Linked DNA regions of Mus musculus: region 2 is linked to region 1. Evidence: chromatin contacts called from public promoter capture Hi-C data. All regions are on one chromosome and are shown on one strand. The core of a region is the stretch at or near the end of the contact, and the rest is flanking DNA. Distances in the headings are between cores, read along the strand shown. Region 1 has its middle 17 kb from the start of Rnf222. Region 2 overlaps Derl2 (Der1-like domain family, member 2).

The links. Promoter capture Hi-C pulls out the DNA fragments that hold promoters and counts their contacts.
Region 2: a promoter capture Hi-C map of liver shows a contact between it and region 1, with 5 times the contacts expected there. The contact joins two enhancer-like sites.

Annotation. Positions count from the first base shown.
Region 1 is chr11:68,869,575-68,873,813 of GRCm38.p6, forward strand. No RefSeq gene overlaps it. Among named protein-coding and RNA genes, the nearest start is that of Rnf222, 17 kb to the right of the region's middle. Within about 2 kb of position 2,422, at least 138 of the 459 cell types and tissues checked have an H3K27ac peak or open chromatin away from gene starts, as enhancers often do. A contact at or near this core is called in liver, where this site is marked.
Region 2 is chr11:71,010,371-71,014,791 of GRCm38.p6, forward strand. Derl2 (Der1-like domain family, member 2) reads right to left here. Exons shown (of 7, transcript NM_033562.4): 4 at 4,180-4,273; 5 at 3,073-3,268; 6 at 2,740-2,830; 7 at 1-56. Among named protein-coding and RNA genes, the nearest start is that of Derl2, 6.7 kb to the right of the region's middle. Within about 2 kb of position 2,506, at least 6 of the 459 cell types and tissues checked have an H3K27ac peak or open chromatin away from gene starts, as enhancers often do. A contact at or near this core is called in liver, where this site is marked.

The DNA.
Region 1 (4,239 bases), core at 1,172-3,671:
ATACATAGATACGTTGATAAAACAAACAAACAAGTGCCGGGCATGGTGGCTCATGCCTTTAATCCCAGCACTCGGGAGGCAGAGGCAGGTGGATTTCTGAGTTCGAGGCCAGCCTGGTCTACAGAGTGAGTTCCAGGACAGCCAGGGCTATACAGAGAAACTCTCGAAAAACCAAACAAACAAACAAACAAAAGATGTCCACACGCATATACTATTACAAGCCTAAAAGCATGTGCAAGGGTGGTAGCCATGCAACAGACAGAGGAACCTGAAGGCCAGAAGCTAGCCAAAGCAAGAGTGCTGTGCCTCTGAACTCCAGAAAGGCTCCTGGGATAGAGGTTCTATCTGCTTCAGCAACCATATGGCATGGGCTAAAGAGAAGACGATGTGTTGAAGGTGGTACATTCACAGAACATTTAGACGCAGACCTCACAGTCCAGGGAGTAGGCAAACCAAAGCATTGCCTCACCCCAGCCCAGCAGGAGAAGGAGAGAAGAACTGGAAAGAGCAGCTAAGTCACTTCACCATAAAGAGAAAGGGGGCCTGAGGAGAAAGGACTCCTCCAAGTCCAGGATGTCTCACCCTCCTCCCTGGGAAGCCTCAGTATGTTGACAACCTCCTCCAGGCAGCAGGACCGAGAATTCTTCAATGGGTCTTCCAACCACACAGCCTCAACAATCTATCTCCTAAGAATTCATTCTAAGGAAATGCCGGAGCTGGTATGTGAAGATTGTATGTTTAATGGTGTTTTCTGCAGTACAGCTTACTTTTATAGACTCACACTGAAAGCCTATCACTACCCACAAATCAGTTTACTTTACCAAGCCATGCATGCTACATCCACACATGGGATATGGTACAGCAGTCCAGGACAGGGTGGATATTTGTGAATCAGCATACGATGACTCAAAAGACATTAAATGCAAAGAAGTTACAGGACGGTAAGTAGAATTCAACATTAAAAAATTTATTGAAAGTGTGTATGTCAGCTGGGTGTGATGGCTCATGCCTGTAATCCTCACACTGGATGGGTGTGCACAGGAGGAGTCAGGGTTCAAGGTCAACATCATAGCCTGTCTCAAAAGCATGTGTATTTTGAGGCCAGGTGAGGTTGTTGGGAGCGGGTGAGGCTGCACACACCAGTGATTCTAGCACCCAGAAGGCAGAGGCAGGAAAATCAAGACAGACCCAAGGCCAACCTGATCTGCATAGCAAATTCTATACCAGCCAAGACTAATAGATGTGAGCCCCTGGCTCAAAGGGGACTGACTGGGGGGGGGGGGGGGGCTGGAGAGATGGCTCAATGGTTACGAGAACTTCTGTTCTTGCAGAGGGCTGGGTTTGCTTCCCAGCACCCACATGGAGGCTCACAAGTGTCTTTAACTCCAGTTCTAGGGGATTCAAGTGTCTAGTCTCTAAGGGAACCCATGGATGTGTGCACATACACACCCACAGACATACACATAAAAATAGATAAAATGTCTATGTTTGTAGGTCAAAGTGCTCATATTTGAGGATATACTTATACAAAGATTGTCAGTGTCTCTGCATGGATAGCTTGTATTTTATCAAATAAGATAGTATCATGGAAAAAGTATGTCTAGTTCCATTTAGAAAACGAAATAAAGAGAGCCCCAAGCCTTGAGAAACACAACCTCCTTACAGTGTAGGAAACACTTTCATAACCATTGTCCTACAAGCTCTGGACGAGTTCAAATAAAATAAAAATACTTCGCCATCCATAGGCAAGAAGACAGAACGAAAGAAGCCGCTGGCCCGTCAGGAGTTGAGCGATTTAGAAGCAGCCAAGACTTCAAAACAAGCCCCTCACTTGTTCAGTCCGGCATGACATCATTGCCTCACCCTGATTGTCTCTCCATCAGCCCAGATAAACTTGTCTGAACCCAAAAAGCTCCCCGCCCCTCCAAGAAATACTAGCAGGCGGCCAGGAAATAAAAACCAAATCAAGGTGATCAGGATCCAGATGAGGGAAGATAACTGTGTTTTCAGAAAAAAGGCACCATAGCAAATGCCTAGTGTCACCTATCACAGGGACATAATGGCATTCATCCTAACTGGCCACCATATGGGCAGAAAGGGTTCTCAGACACCAGAAGCCTCCACTCTGGTGTCTCTCAGGCCACGCCCAAGCCCCCCACCCATTCCTTCCCCTCCCTCACTCCAATCCCCCAAAGTTGCAAGGCACCTGGTCCTGGCTCCTCAGCTGATCTGGTTCACAGCAGCACGTGGGGACCACCCGGGGCCAGCTGGGAAAAAGCAGAGGTCAACAGGAAGAAGGAGACTCAATCATGTCTGACAAAAGAGACTCTGGGACAGGAAGTGAGTTTGAGCCAGGAAGGCTGGGGCCTGCTGTCAAGTAGTGAGGCAACCCTGCCAGCCTTGTTACTCAGCTGGAGTTGAGCAAGACCTGGGAGCTTGGGCAAGGGAGTAAGAAATGCCAGTCATAGCTTCAAGGCTCTCCACCTCTGCTGTCTGCGTGTGAACGGCTGCTTCTGGTCCTCTCACCCACTTCTCCCCTCTGTCCCTAAGGACGAATGAACGCTGGCTAACTAATTTAGTGGAGGAGACAAACAGGTGCCAATGTTTTTATGTCTACGCCGGTGCAATAACACAGCAAGTAAGAGCTCAAATTAGGGGTTCGTGGGTGTGGCTCAGTGGTACTCTACTTGCCCAGCCTGGGTAAGGCCCTGGGCTCTGTGGCCAGTGCTCAAAACCAAAACAAACCAGAGAGAGAGAGAGAGAGAGAAGAGAACACAATCTTAAAGGCAGAGAGCTTAGACTTTTCATCCTTGAACCTCGTTTTCCCTCTTAGGAATTGGAGCTAACACCAGTGCTGACTCCTGCCACTGTTTGCCGCTCAGATGGGATAATGTGTATAACTACCTCCATATAAATCCCAAGATCCAGTGAGTCCCTTGAGCTGTCAGCATTGTCCCCTTCCTGCCTTTCCAAGGCTGGTCCATTCCCTAAGTCTTTATCAGATCACGTAAGCCATCCACGTCTCTTGCCTCCACAGTGACTGCCGTTCTCCTGTGCCCATTAGTCTTACCAAATAGAACAGGAGCCATTAGTAAAAGTGGGCACGGATAACACGTTAAAGTTATTGCCTGCTCCTGTCTAGTCTACAAATGTCCGTCTTATGGAAAACAAAATAACAATGCCTTATCTGTTGTTAACAACACAAAACAAGAAGCTTCCCTGGGAAGTCATTTCCCATAGGGGTGTCTTTATTCTCAGAGAAGGCAGGTTTTGTACATACTTGTCTCTAATAGGTGCCTAGGAGGGGCCAGCAAGTACTGGAAGTTAGTCTATAAATATTTGTGGCTCTCAGTGATCTGATGGAAACATGGCCCTATTTAAACCCAGTCCTAAACTGTGAACTGACCTCAAGGGGACAGGATACCTCAGACAGATAGGCAGACATGTAAGGTTACAGAGAGAGGGGTTTACTATAGAACTTACTAAGGAAGTATAGTCTTGAGTGACAGTAAAAACTATAGCTGGCAATCTGGGTCAGAAAGAGGAGTATACTTGTGGGCTGGGACAAAAGTGACTTCATCCTGGCTGGAACATACCTGGTATCTCATAACAAAATATCAAAGAGTCGGGTGTATTCCTGGGGCCAGGGTCTGGTTGTTCAAAGCCCCATATTTGACTTTAATGGTTTTATCTAGTTGTGGTTTGCTGGGAGACCATACAGGAAAAACCGGCCAGGGTTACTCAGGGGCAATCACGGTGGCTATGACTCAAGATGGCTGTGGTCATGTCAAACAAACCCATACCGAAGCACACAGACAAGCTGTACCTGAGCTGAGGGACCCACTGCAACAGGACTAGGGTTTTGCAGGTTGAGGCAAAGCTTTTCATGAAAGCAAGACAAGGCCCCCTGGGCATACTTTAAAAGTGGTTCTCACAATCCCAGAAAGCTCTGAAAGATGGGAAAGGCGTGTGTGCCTAGTCAGGTGATGCTGTGCATTTAATCCCAGCACTTGGAAGGCAAAGGCAGGCAGATCTGAGTTTGAAGCTAGCCAGGTCCACAAAGTGAGTTCCAGAACACGTAGGGCTACACAGACACGCCCTGGAGAGAGAGAGAGAGAGAGAGAGAGAGAGAGAGAGAGAGAGAGAGAGAGAGAGAGAGCTGAAAACTGCCAAGCTGCCTGAAGGCCTCCATCATCTCCACCTCCAGATGAAACCTGCTTAGCCTGCTAAACTCAACTC
Region 2 (4,421 bases), core at 1,256-3,755, 2.1 Mb after region 1:
CTTCAGGTAGTGGGTTGTAATTGGGATCCTCATCTGGCGTATCAAAAATAGTCCTCCTAAAACACACAGAGACCATTCAGTGCCAGAGCCCCCTTAGATTGGACGTACGATAAAGCAGCACCCATAGGGCTTCCACAAACAGGTAAGTATTGTCCCTGCCTGCCAACTACAGAGGTACTATACCTTAAAGGCGCTATACTTATTTAACACTTGCATTAATATTTACCTTATTAATAATTGTTACTATGGAAGCAATAAATGCTGATGGAGTACCTGGATAGTCAAATTCACAGGCACATAAAAAGAAAGGTGGTTGCTGGATGACAGAAATAGGGAATTACATCATGGGCAGAGTTTTAGGATTATAAGATAAAACCTTCTAAGGAAACGGCCATAGCAGCACAACACAAACTCACGAACCACCACTGAATTGTTCACTTTACAACGGCTACGACGGTGACTTCCATGTTGGAGCGTGTGGACTCAGTTACAAGGACATCCAACACTCCAAGTAGAGAAGGAGAAGCAGTAACTGAGGCCGATGTCTATTAGCAAGGGAGGCGTATACTTATGTTATGTCATAGGAACCCCGGACTAGCATGCAGCCACCAAAATCCCGTAGGCCATTTATAAAGGAAAAGTAATTTCTTTTTTCTTTTCTTCTTTTTCAAGATGGTTTCCTCTGTGTAGCCCTGGCTTTCCTGGAACTGGATCTATAAACCAAGATGGCATCAAACTCAGAAATCCACCTGCCTCTGCCTCTCGAGTTCTGGAATTAAAGGTGTGCACCACCACACCCAGCTATGAAAAGTAATTATTGCACATTAAGAAATGACATTTTAAGAAAATATATAGACAGGGGCTGGAGAGACAGCTCAGCAGTGAGGAGCACTGACTAAGCTTGCAGAGGACCCAGGTTTGGTTTCCAGCACCCACATTGGGGAATTACAACCACCTGTAACTCTAGTTTCAGGGGATACACTGTCCTCTGGCCTTTGTGGGCATATGCATCCATGCATACTGTGCACATAAAATGTAGGCATACAGTGTCGCAAACACATTTATGAAATAAATCTTTGAAAAATTAAAATTATATAGCTATTAAAAAAGTGTATACAATCACCCAGTCCCAAGTGGTCAGCCCTAAACACATCTGCATACAAGCAACACTAGATGGACTAAATAGGTGAATAGATTTTGGGTATGTCTGTATAATAATTAAAGAGGAGGTCATGACTTGAAGAGGAGTGGGGGAGACACAGAAGGAGTTGAAGGGGAGACAGGGAGAAGCAGACATGATGCAAATACAGTAATTATATAGGAAATTACCAAAAAAGTATCTAGAGAGTGAAAGACACAAGACTGCTTATCCGACAGAGAAACTGCTATGCGTAAGAAGAATCACAGAGGATTTACTTCCTTCTATTTTTTTTCTTGATGTTGTTGTTGTGGCGCACGCCTTTGATCCTAGCACTCGGGAGGCAGAGGCAGGTGGATTTCTGAGTTGGAGGCCAGCCTGGTTTACAGAGTGAGTTCCAGGACAGCCAGGGCTACACAGAGAAACCCTGTCTCGAAAAACAAAACAAAAAAAACCCCCCAAAACAAGCAAACAAAAATTCCCGTAAGATGGCCTCTTGGTATGGTAGCTAGGTTGGCGTCAAACTTTGAATTGATCAGCCTCAGCCTTCAGAGTAGATGGGGCAACAGGTATACACTAGCATACCTCACCAGCTCATTCTTTTTCTTTTTGAGATTTATTTTCCATTTTAGTTTTTTTTTTAAAGGTTTATTTACTTGTGTATTTTATGTATACGGGTATTTTGTCTGCATGTATATCTGTACACCAAAAGAGGGTATCAAATCCATGGGACTATAGCTATAGACAGTTGTTAGCATCCAGTGGGTGCTAGGAATTGAACCTGGGTCTTCTGGGGGAAGCAGCTGGTCCTGTTACCACTGAACCATGTTCATTCCTTTTTGCTTAACTATTCCACAACGCAGAGCTTATATCAAATCATTTTGTTGCCTCAATAGAGCCCATCTTCCATGTAATAATTCCCAAGAACACAACATTCTAGAGCAGAAAAAGGTCTTATAAATTAAAACTATAGCTCTAGGAACTGCAGTATAAAAGTGAAGAGATGAGCCAGGAGGTGGTGGCGCACGCCTTTAATCCCATCACTTGGGAGGCAGAGGCAGGCGGATTTCTGAGTTTGAGGCCAGTCTGATCTACAATGTGAGGTCCAGGACAGCCAGGACTATACGGAGAAACCCTGTCCAAAAAAAAAAAAAAAAAAAAAATGTGTTTCAAATTGGTAGACCAGCCAGCCAGTATAGCTTCAGGTCCAAAGCCTTTCCCTTCTGTTTCCCTGCATCTCTCCAGCACCCCCTTCGCTGATCAGAACGCTATCAGCTTGTCCTCTGGACTGTGCTGCTCATGCTGCTGTTCACGTCTCTCTACTTAGACAGCAGCTTTCACAAACCTGCAAGCTCCTCTCTGGGACACGAGTCCTAGTGGTCATTCAGGACAGTACCTGCAAGTCACCCCATGATGTCAAGAGCTCAGTAATCACAACCCTGGCCCAATCTGTTTCTGGCCAATCCAAGAGCTCCCCACTGCAGACATGTTGCTCAATCTGCAAACACTTACTGATACGAACCAGGCACTGAGAGGGCCCAAAATAAATCGCGATCATGGTTTGTCTGCATGAACCATGGAACACAGAGTTAAATACTCACAAAATAGATGGTGTTTTCAGAATTCTTATTCCACCAGGCTGATTGGGAAATATATCTTCCAAGAAAAAATATATGTGCCCAACTGCAATACCTATAATCAACCAGAAATAAAGGATAAAAGGAAGAGTCAAATTTCAAGTTTAAGTTCCCTATCATCGTATACTTTACTTAGGATAATTATTTAAAAAATATCAATGAGTTAATAGCTTTCAGATATAATTATTAAACAATCATATTAATAGCTATCTATATATAAACATAATAAACATGAAAGACAGTGACAGAATACATGATCAGGTAAAATAGTAGAAAAAGTAGTGATAAGACACTTACCCAAAAGGTCCACTATAATTGAGTTCCCCAGCAACAGGGAAAACCCCATGAGCACCCAGGGCAGGAAGGGGGCCTGGAAGTTTAGAAGACCAAAGAAGTTCATGCGGACATACGGGTTCCTTCGGCTCCACACGTAGACCAGCATTATTGTAAAGGCCTGGCCTAAAAAAACTAAGCTCACAAACAAACCAAAGAGCTAGCAAAGGGCATTAAGGGAAATATCAGCAGGAAAGCTTGGTAGGCAAGGCTAAAGCAAAGAGCTAAGGCTGCCCTTTAGCTAAGCTCTGAGTTACAAAAGCTGAGTAGTGACATTTTTAAACTAAAATTAAAAAAAGCCTGAAATTAATTACCCAAGGCATCTAGGCAGAAACTGGCTTGGGCTGAATTATCCGGATTATAGCTACTACAAACTAAAATTCTGCTCTAAAGAAAGAATTCACCCATTTTATGTATATGAGTGCACTGTCTTTATGCGCACCAGAAGAGGACATCAGATCACAGATGGTTGTGAGCCACCATGTGGTTGCTGGGAATTGAACTCAGGACTTCCGGAAGAGCAGTCAGTGCTCTTAACCGCTGAGCCATTTCTCCAGCCCTAGAATTCTGTTTCGTGATGCTCTTGCCTTTTGGGGAAACATTAATTCCTTTGACAGTACGTACAGTGAGGCTCCTTCACCACCACCACCTTTACAGGTGCTGAAGCATGCAGGCTGGAAGAAAGCCTTCTTGGCACTCGGCACTACACCTAAGTGACACACAGAACGAATTCTCTTCTTTTTAAAAACATTTGTATCAGTCTTGACAGTGACTTAATAAACGTCTTCTTACCAACCTAGTTTAAAAACGAAGTCAACTGTGAACTTACTGAGATGCTTCAAGATAATCCACCTGGGTTGAAACTTCTCGCCCAGTGGAGCTTCCTGTCCAACCTCTGGGCTGTCATGGGGGCTGTGAAATAAATGGTAGCTCCCGAGGCTACAATCTGGAGGTCTATGTTTGTGTTTGTTCAAAATATCTAGTGAATCATGGGAGACAGATGAAAAGCTTGAAGAACAGATGACAGTCTGTTCTTCAATATTTTCCTGTATGCTATTTGTTGAAGGATACAGTCATTAAAAATCCACCAAAAAGGAACATAAATACAAAGTCTGCTGTCCGACCTCGGAAAGAGCCTTCTTCTAGCATTCGACAATAACGGTATCTTAAGTTTCAAGTTAAGGAAATATTAGGAATACACATATAAAGAAGATAAAATGTAATGAACCACTGAAACATACTTGGGCTTTATACAATTTGTAAATAATCAAGCTGCTTTTCTCTAAGAATGTTTGAAGAGTAGTCTGGTTTCT